2 separate regions of the Zea mays genome follow, and region 2 is linked to region 1. The links are chromatin contacts, called in public Hi-C maps. All regions are on one chromosome and are shown on one strand. The core of a region is the stretch at or near the end of the contact, and the rest is flanking DNA. Distances in the headings are between cores, read along the strand shown.

The links. Hi-C and Micro-C count contacts between places; a contact is called where the count stands out from the background.
Region 2: a contact with region 1 is called in a Hi-C map of tassel, with 4 times the contacts expected there. The contact joins the promoter of LOC103634857 here to the promoter of LOC103634848 in region 1. A contact is called at or near these places in 3 of 25 Hi-C or Micro-C datasets (ear, endosperm and tassel).

Annotation. Positions count from the first base shown.
Region 1 is chr8:16,977,953-16,980,937 of Zm-B73-REFERENCE-NAM-5.0, reverse strand. It overlaps LOC103634848, which reads right to left and starts at 1,688. Exons shown (of 2, transcript XM_008657442.4): 1 at 1,091-1,688; 2 at 574-987. The coding sequence starts at 1,633. The coding sequence ends at 826.
Region 2 is chr8:17,288,407-17,291,592 of Zm-B73-REFERENCE-NAM-5.0, reverse strand. LOC103634857 (rhamnogalacturonan I rhamnosyltransferase 1) reads right to left here and starts at 1,596. Exons shown (of 7, transcript XM_020542522.1): 1 at 625-1,596; 2 at 1-14. The coding sequence starts at 865. It overlaps LOC100501577 (Autophagy-related protein 18c), which reads right to left. Exons shown (of 5, transcript NM_001196268.1): 5 at 2,258-2,723. The coding sequence ends at 2,615.

The DNA of each region.
Region 1 (2,985 bases), core at 439-2,938:
GAAAGTTTTTTTTTATTGAAAGGAACCCGGAAAAGTTTGCTAAAACTGAAAGAAACCTGAGAACCCTGTTCTTGAAAATGAAGTTCACATGCATTAGCCGGTTCAAGCTCAGACTGTTATTGGTACGAGCATTTTCTTTCGACAGAAGGTGGGCAAGAAGCAAGACGGCGAATTTCCAGGTTTAAGCAGTCCAAGCTCAGACTGTTAATAGGTTTCAGCAGAACAAGCTCTCATATAGCGTCTGTTTCAAAATATTAATGTCTCCTTCACCTGTTAGTTTTTATTTATTCATGTTTCCTTCACCTATTAGTTTCTTTAGTGTTGGTTTTCGTCATAATCTCGCCTCACTGTATAGCTGTGGGAATCTGGATTTGTGAGTTGTTGGTTGTTAGCGATTCTAGGAGGGTCATGAAATGTTAATACAAATATGATGCTAATCCATTTGACTCCTGACTATTGTGAGTAAAGTTCGTCAAAAAGCTACAGAACGCAGCCGGACCCTGTCTGCTCTGAACTTCAACTCTCACATTGACAGACCCCTGCTGTGTCAACCCTTTTTTTAAAAAAAAGAAATGTTCAAGACCAATTTATTTTATATAAACACATAACCATGTTGAAACCGACTGAATCAGTATTGCAAACGCACACAAAACGACAAAACCAGATCAAACTGAATTGGCTAAAACCAACTTGTTAACTTGAATGCTTGCCATGCTCATGTCATGCAGATATAGATCCCAGCCATCATCTATAACACAAACTCTAAATTAACCTGAGATACACGTTCGTAGCTCATACACAGGTGTCTTTCATCTGACGGAATATCTACTTGCTGAAGATCCACTCCAGCCCTCGTTTCGGCGCACCCGGCAGCCACTTGTAGTTGTAGTTCCAGGGGAGAGGAGGATGCTCCATCAACTCCAAGAACGTGGCCCAGCGCGCGATTGGTTTGCTGTCCCAGCCTCCTCTGCGGTTACCGAGGTCGTCCTGCAAGAAACAGCCGGTGCACGCCCACCCGAGTTCAAATTCAGAGCTATTCCATGCTCGAACTGGCGAATCCAAGACGCTGGAACCGGGATAGGTGGCTTACCGTGACGCGGAACGCCGCGTCGATAGCCAACGCCACGGCGAGGACGGCAGCGATGGCGACGACAACGGCTACGAACCGCAGCGTCGCCGCCGACGTCGGCGTCCATGCCACTGCCCAGAAGCCAGGCCGCGCCGGTGTTGGACTCTGCGGATGACGCGATTGTTTCAAGAAGAACAGGGGAGACCGGATTACCTGGCCCCGGCGGTCCCGCGGCACAACGCGCGCCGGGGCCTGCTTCTTGCGCCTCCAGATGGAGGTGGCCCGCGGCAGCCGTGCCCACGCGCTGCGCAGGAGGCGGACGACCCTGCTCCCGCGCGGCGGCGTCCCCGGCTCTGTGGACGCCGCTCGACGGCCGCCACATTGGGACGTGACGGAGAGGAGGAGGCGGCGGCGGAGCCGGAGCAGTAGGGACAAGCGCTCCCCGCCGCGGCCCCACCCCGGGAGCACGTTCTCCGCGGCGGCGCGGATTTCTAGCCCCCCGCGGTGCTTCAGGCTCAGTGTCACCGACCACGACGGAGGTCCAGGCGGCGGCGACGACGCCATGAGGGGAGGAGGCGGCGGTTCGGTCGCCGCTCAGTGACGAGTTATTTATGATTATGATCATCTGTCCCGCGGCTTCGCCTCTTTGGTATCCCGCAGCTCGTCATCGTCAGATTGGTATTGCTGTCGTGCACCACTCGTCCGGTTGGGTTCATTTTCATACGAATGGCTAATTTACCCTTTCCTTTTCGCCCAGTCCGGTCATCGAACCTCATCGATCTCCAGCCATGAATGAAGACGTCGCGGTAGCGTCTGAGCGTGAGGAGCGCGCGCCCGGAGCTCCAGCGCCGCCTCGGCCCGCGGCGACATCTCCAGGGCGGCCGTGACCAGGCCGAGCGTCGCCGCCGCCGCGTCGACGTCGTCGGTGTCCTGCGCGGCCGCAGCGAGAGCCGCCCGCGCCTCGCCGAGGTACGTGTTGAACACCTGTTGCACATGGACTTGATGCCTAGCGGGACGCAATGGCGCCACCGTCCCCTTCCTCCGCTCCGGCCAAGAAACTCTTTGCAATCCCGAGAGGAGAGCCTGAGGTGCCACTCTTGTTGTTTCCATTCACCAGGCGCTCTCACCTTTTGTCTCCAGATGGCTCTTCCGTTCCGTGTGATGCGTTGTTTGAGGACGTGGCTTGATTTATTTCGTTGTCCTTTTCCTCCTTGTACGGTTTCGCACGTACCTCGGCGAGGCACGGGCGGCTCTCGCTGCGGTCGCGCAGGACACCGACGACGCGGCGGCGGCGCTCGGCCTGGTCACGGCCGCCCTGGAGATGTCGCCGTGGGTCAAGGCGGCGCTGGAGGTCCGGGCGCGCGCTCAGGCGCTACCGCGACGTCTTCATCCATGGCCAGAGATCGATGAGGCTCATCGTCATTGCGACGAGACTGGGCAAAAGAGAAGGGCAAATTAGTCAGGCATATGAAAACGAACCCAATCCCGCGAGTGGTGCACAACAGCAATACCAATCTGGCGATGACGAGGTGCGAGATACCAAAGAGGTGAAGCCGCGCGACGAGATGATCATAATCACAAATAACTCCTCAGTGACAAGACCGGTTGCCGAGGTAACTTAACAAGCAGATTATACTTCAGGTCCTTTCGTTTTGTCTTTGATCTAACTATAGTTTATCTATATGTATGGAATATGCTGGCGAAGTAATTCATAAAAATCACTTTAAATAACAAATTTTAAATCATTTTAGAGCTAATTATGTCCACTCTTCACAGTAACGCACAGTAAAATATTTGGACAATATGGTCTCTTGCCGGCACTGCCTCGTTTTCATTAAGCAAGTCGTTGTTTTATTAGAGCATTTTCAACAGGGTGTCTTAAAATAGTCCCCTAAAATTTAAAATATTATATTATT
Region 2 (3,186 bases), core at 347-2,846, 310 kb before region 1:
GCTCTTGTAAATTCCTGTAGGGGGGGTATCAGGGAAACCCAATCAGCTCTAGCGCCGACAGGAACAGGAACAAGGACGGCTGAGACAACAAGATACGCTAACTGGCATCGATCCTGATCACCACGTGTCTGAAGGAACTGAACAACGCTCGGCCTTCAGCATACAGAACGAAGGAGTCCCCCCTGATCACTAGTACTAAATGCTATGAACAACAGTGGTTCTACTAAGCATCGGAATGAGCTCTAGATGTGTTTGGATGGAAGGACGAGGAAGGACGAAGAGGGATGAGATGGAATCATTTTAACTTGACCCGCGTTTGGTTTAGAGATCCAGACTCAGGATCAAGGAATATTGTTCAAAAATGGTGGATGAGGTCATCCCTCAAAAAATAAGGGACGGGTCAGCCCAGACTTGATCCCGTCCCATCCCTCGTTGACACCGAACCAAACGCTACCTAAATGTAGCGTATGGAAGATAGGGATGAAGGCCTGAAGCCACATTTTTTTTGCCAAGCTCACAACAACGTCCCCTTTTTGACCTACTATGTATATCACTTGCCAAATCGGGGAGGGGGGCGAGCTTCCCCCCTAGATCGCCGCTACGAAGGAAGGCGAGGCCACTCACTCTTGGGCACGAGCGCCGGCGGCGACAGCCTCGCGGCGGCGCTGTCCTCGCCGGCGAGAGCGGCGAGCCCGGCCGCGGCGCCGCCGCCGCCTTTCCCGCCGCAGTCGGCGACGACCCGCGGGCGGAACAGCCCGGCGATGGAGGCGACCTGCACGACCGCGGTCCACACGACGGCGCTGGCCACCGCCCGCATGGCCCACCGCCACGCCCGCTTCCGCCGCACACCGCCGACGGCCACCATCCCTGGCGGCCGCGGCCTCCACCTACCTACCACCCAATCAGTACCGCCTCCCTGGCTGCTACTGCTGCCGCTGCTGCTACCTACCAGCAGGAGGATGAGGAACACGACGAGTGGGAGGGGGAGACGATGGAAAGGGGAGGGAGAGCGGCCGAGCAGAGACAGTGGGAAGGGTCGGTCGGGGGAGGGGTGTTTATGCGAAGGGAGGCCGGAGGTGGCTGCGTGCGTCGGCACGCACGGGCACGGCGCTGGGCATTTGGCTCATGCACTCCGCCTCATGGACATGGTGGGTGCCTGGGTGGTAAGTCGAAAGTCGTAAACAACGCCCTCAACACACGGCGATTAATAATCAGCTAAATTTATCAGAAACGCCCTCAAACACGCCCTCAGAAGCTTCGGAAACTCTGCACATGTCGAATTATACAGCAGTACATGTCAACGACTGTACTGAAGAAGAGAAGCAAGACAAAGGCGCCGGAGACGTGGGCCAAGAGGTGCATCAGGAAGACCACACGTCTGGGCCGAGCAGAGAACAACCCAGGAGAAGTCATCGAGTACCGCGGCCCAACAAACGTTTCACAGGTGATGAATGATGTATATGAGAGAGGGCCCATGGGGCAGTGAGAAAGGCAACCTATAAATAACCCTGGCGATTGTGCGGTGAGGAGGGCAGACTATAGACGAACTCTGAAACCGGCTGCGTCCGGAGACTGGCTGTGCGCCGTCGTGTAAAGAACTCATAGCTACCTACAATACTGAGGGCTTCGAGAGAGGCGACGGGTGCCGGGAGCGGTGCCCAACTCACCCCCAAATTGGTGGTCTTACAGTACATAGCTTGTCCCGTAATCCTCCCGTCGATCTTCTAGGATGTGATGCGAGGTTACATTTGCAAGTCACTGTCCCAGTCAGTTCCTTCAGATACGTTTAGTTGCAATGATAGAACAGGACAGAGTGGGACAATCACTCAAATAAAATTGTTTGGTTTAGAGTCAGAAAGTTAGAATAGAACTATCTCAGTGTTTTCCAATTATCTCTCAAAATTAGAGGGACGTCACTGTCGTATCTATCCAGGACCAATCCAGGACCAATCGCACCCTTAACCGTAGCTTATGGTACTTGCTCTGCTATCCTGAAAACTATGACAAAACGTTTGCCCGTGGACCGTGCGTGCCGGCGAGCTCGGGCGTCCGTGGACGCAACCGCTGGAGGTGGACGAAGTGCTTTTCCCACCCTTTCCCAAATCTCGTTGAAAAATAAGTAAATAAGAAAGCCCGCGAAGACAATCTTAAAGGATCATTATTGCTAACAGGAACAAAAAAAAAGAGTAAGCATATAAGAAGGCCCTTCATGCAATCAGCAACGCAATCGCACAACATGCAGAAAGAACATTGAGGTAGTGCGTAACAGTCATCAGCATCAACAAGCCACCGGCAAGAACAGGTCTGAGATTCGCTACACGGCCTTGCAGGCACCACAAAGCCACACGGTCAAATATCACGTTACTGAATCTTTTATGTCATGTTCTGTACCAGCAATGGGTGTGTGTTCTCGTTTGAAGATAGAAGAGGGAACGGCAAAGAAATGCCTGCAATTTGGACGGGGCGCCGATCCGAACGTTGGAATCCTGTAGGCTTCGATCCAACAGCCAGCTCTCCTTATTCCGGCTGCCTATAACTTCGCCGGCGAGAAGGCGATATGTACAGTGGACCTTCGACATTTACATGGTGGGATGGATGATCCTTGTGCTGCAGGTCAAGCGGCTGCAGTCCTGAAAGGTGGGCTGTCGGACTTGAGAAACCGGAAATGTTCCCTCTGCAACATCTGCCCTCCATTCGCTTGGTCAAAGCTGCACCTGTAGAAGCTGGAGAGGGGAACGTGGTTATATATTGAAACAAGCCATGCTTGGAAGTTGGTGGGGCAATCGCTAGATAGGAACAGAATCGTCTAAATCAACCCTACAAATAACTGAATAGAAACTATTCCAAAAATAAATCTTCAAAATCAAACTGTTCTACACTTCTAGGCATGACACAAACTGTTGTTGTTTCCACTGGCTGATGTATTTTTCATACCTATAAATAACAGGCTACTGATGTGGCGTTCTGAAATGAAACTACCACATGACTCAATAAGGACACCTGGTCAATGGACATCGCCACATCGGTGGTCCAAAGGATAGATGAATAGCAAGGGCTCCAGTATGACTCCAGTGGCTCAAACAGGACATGATAATGAGGATGACAAGGCCAATAATGTCTTGATCCAAAACAGAGAAGGTACCACAATTTATATTCCATTCATGGTTCATCTTGCAAGGTACCACA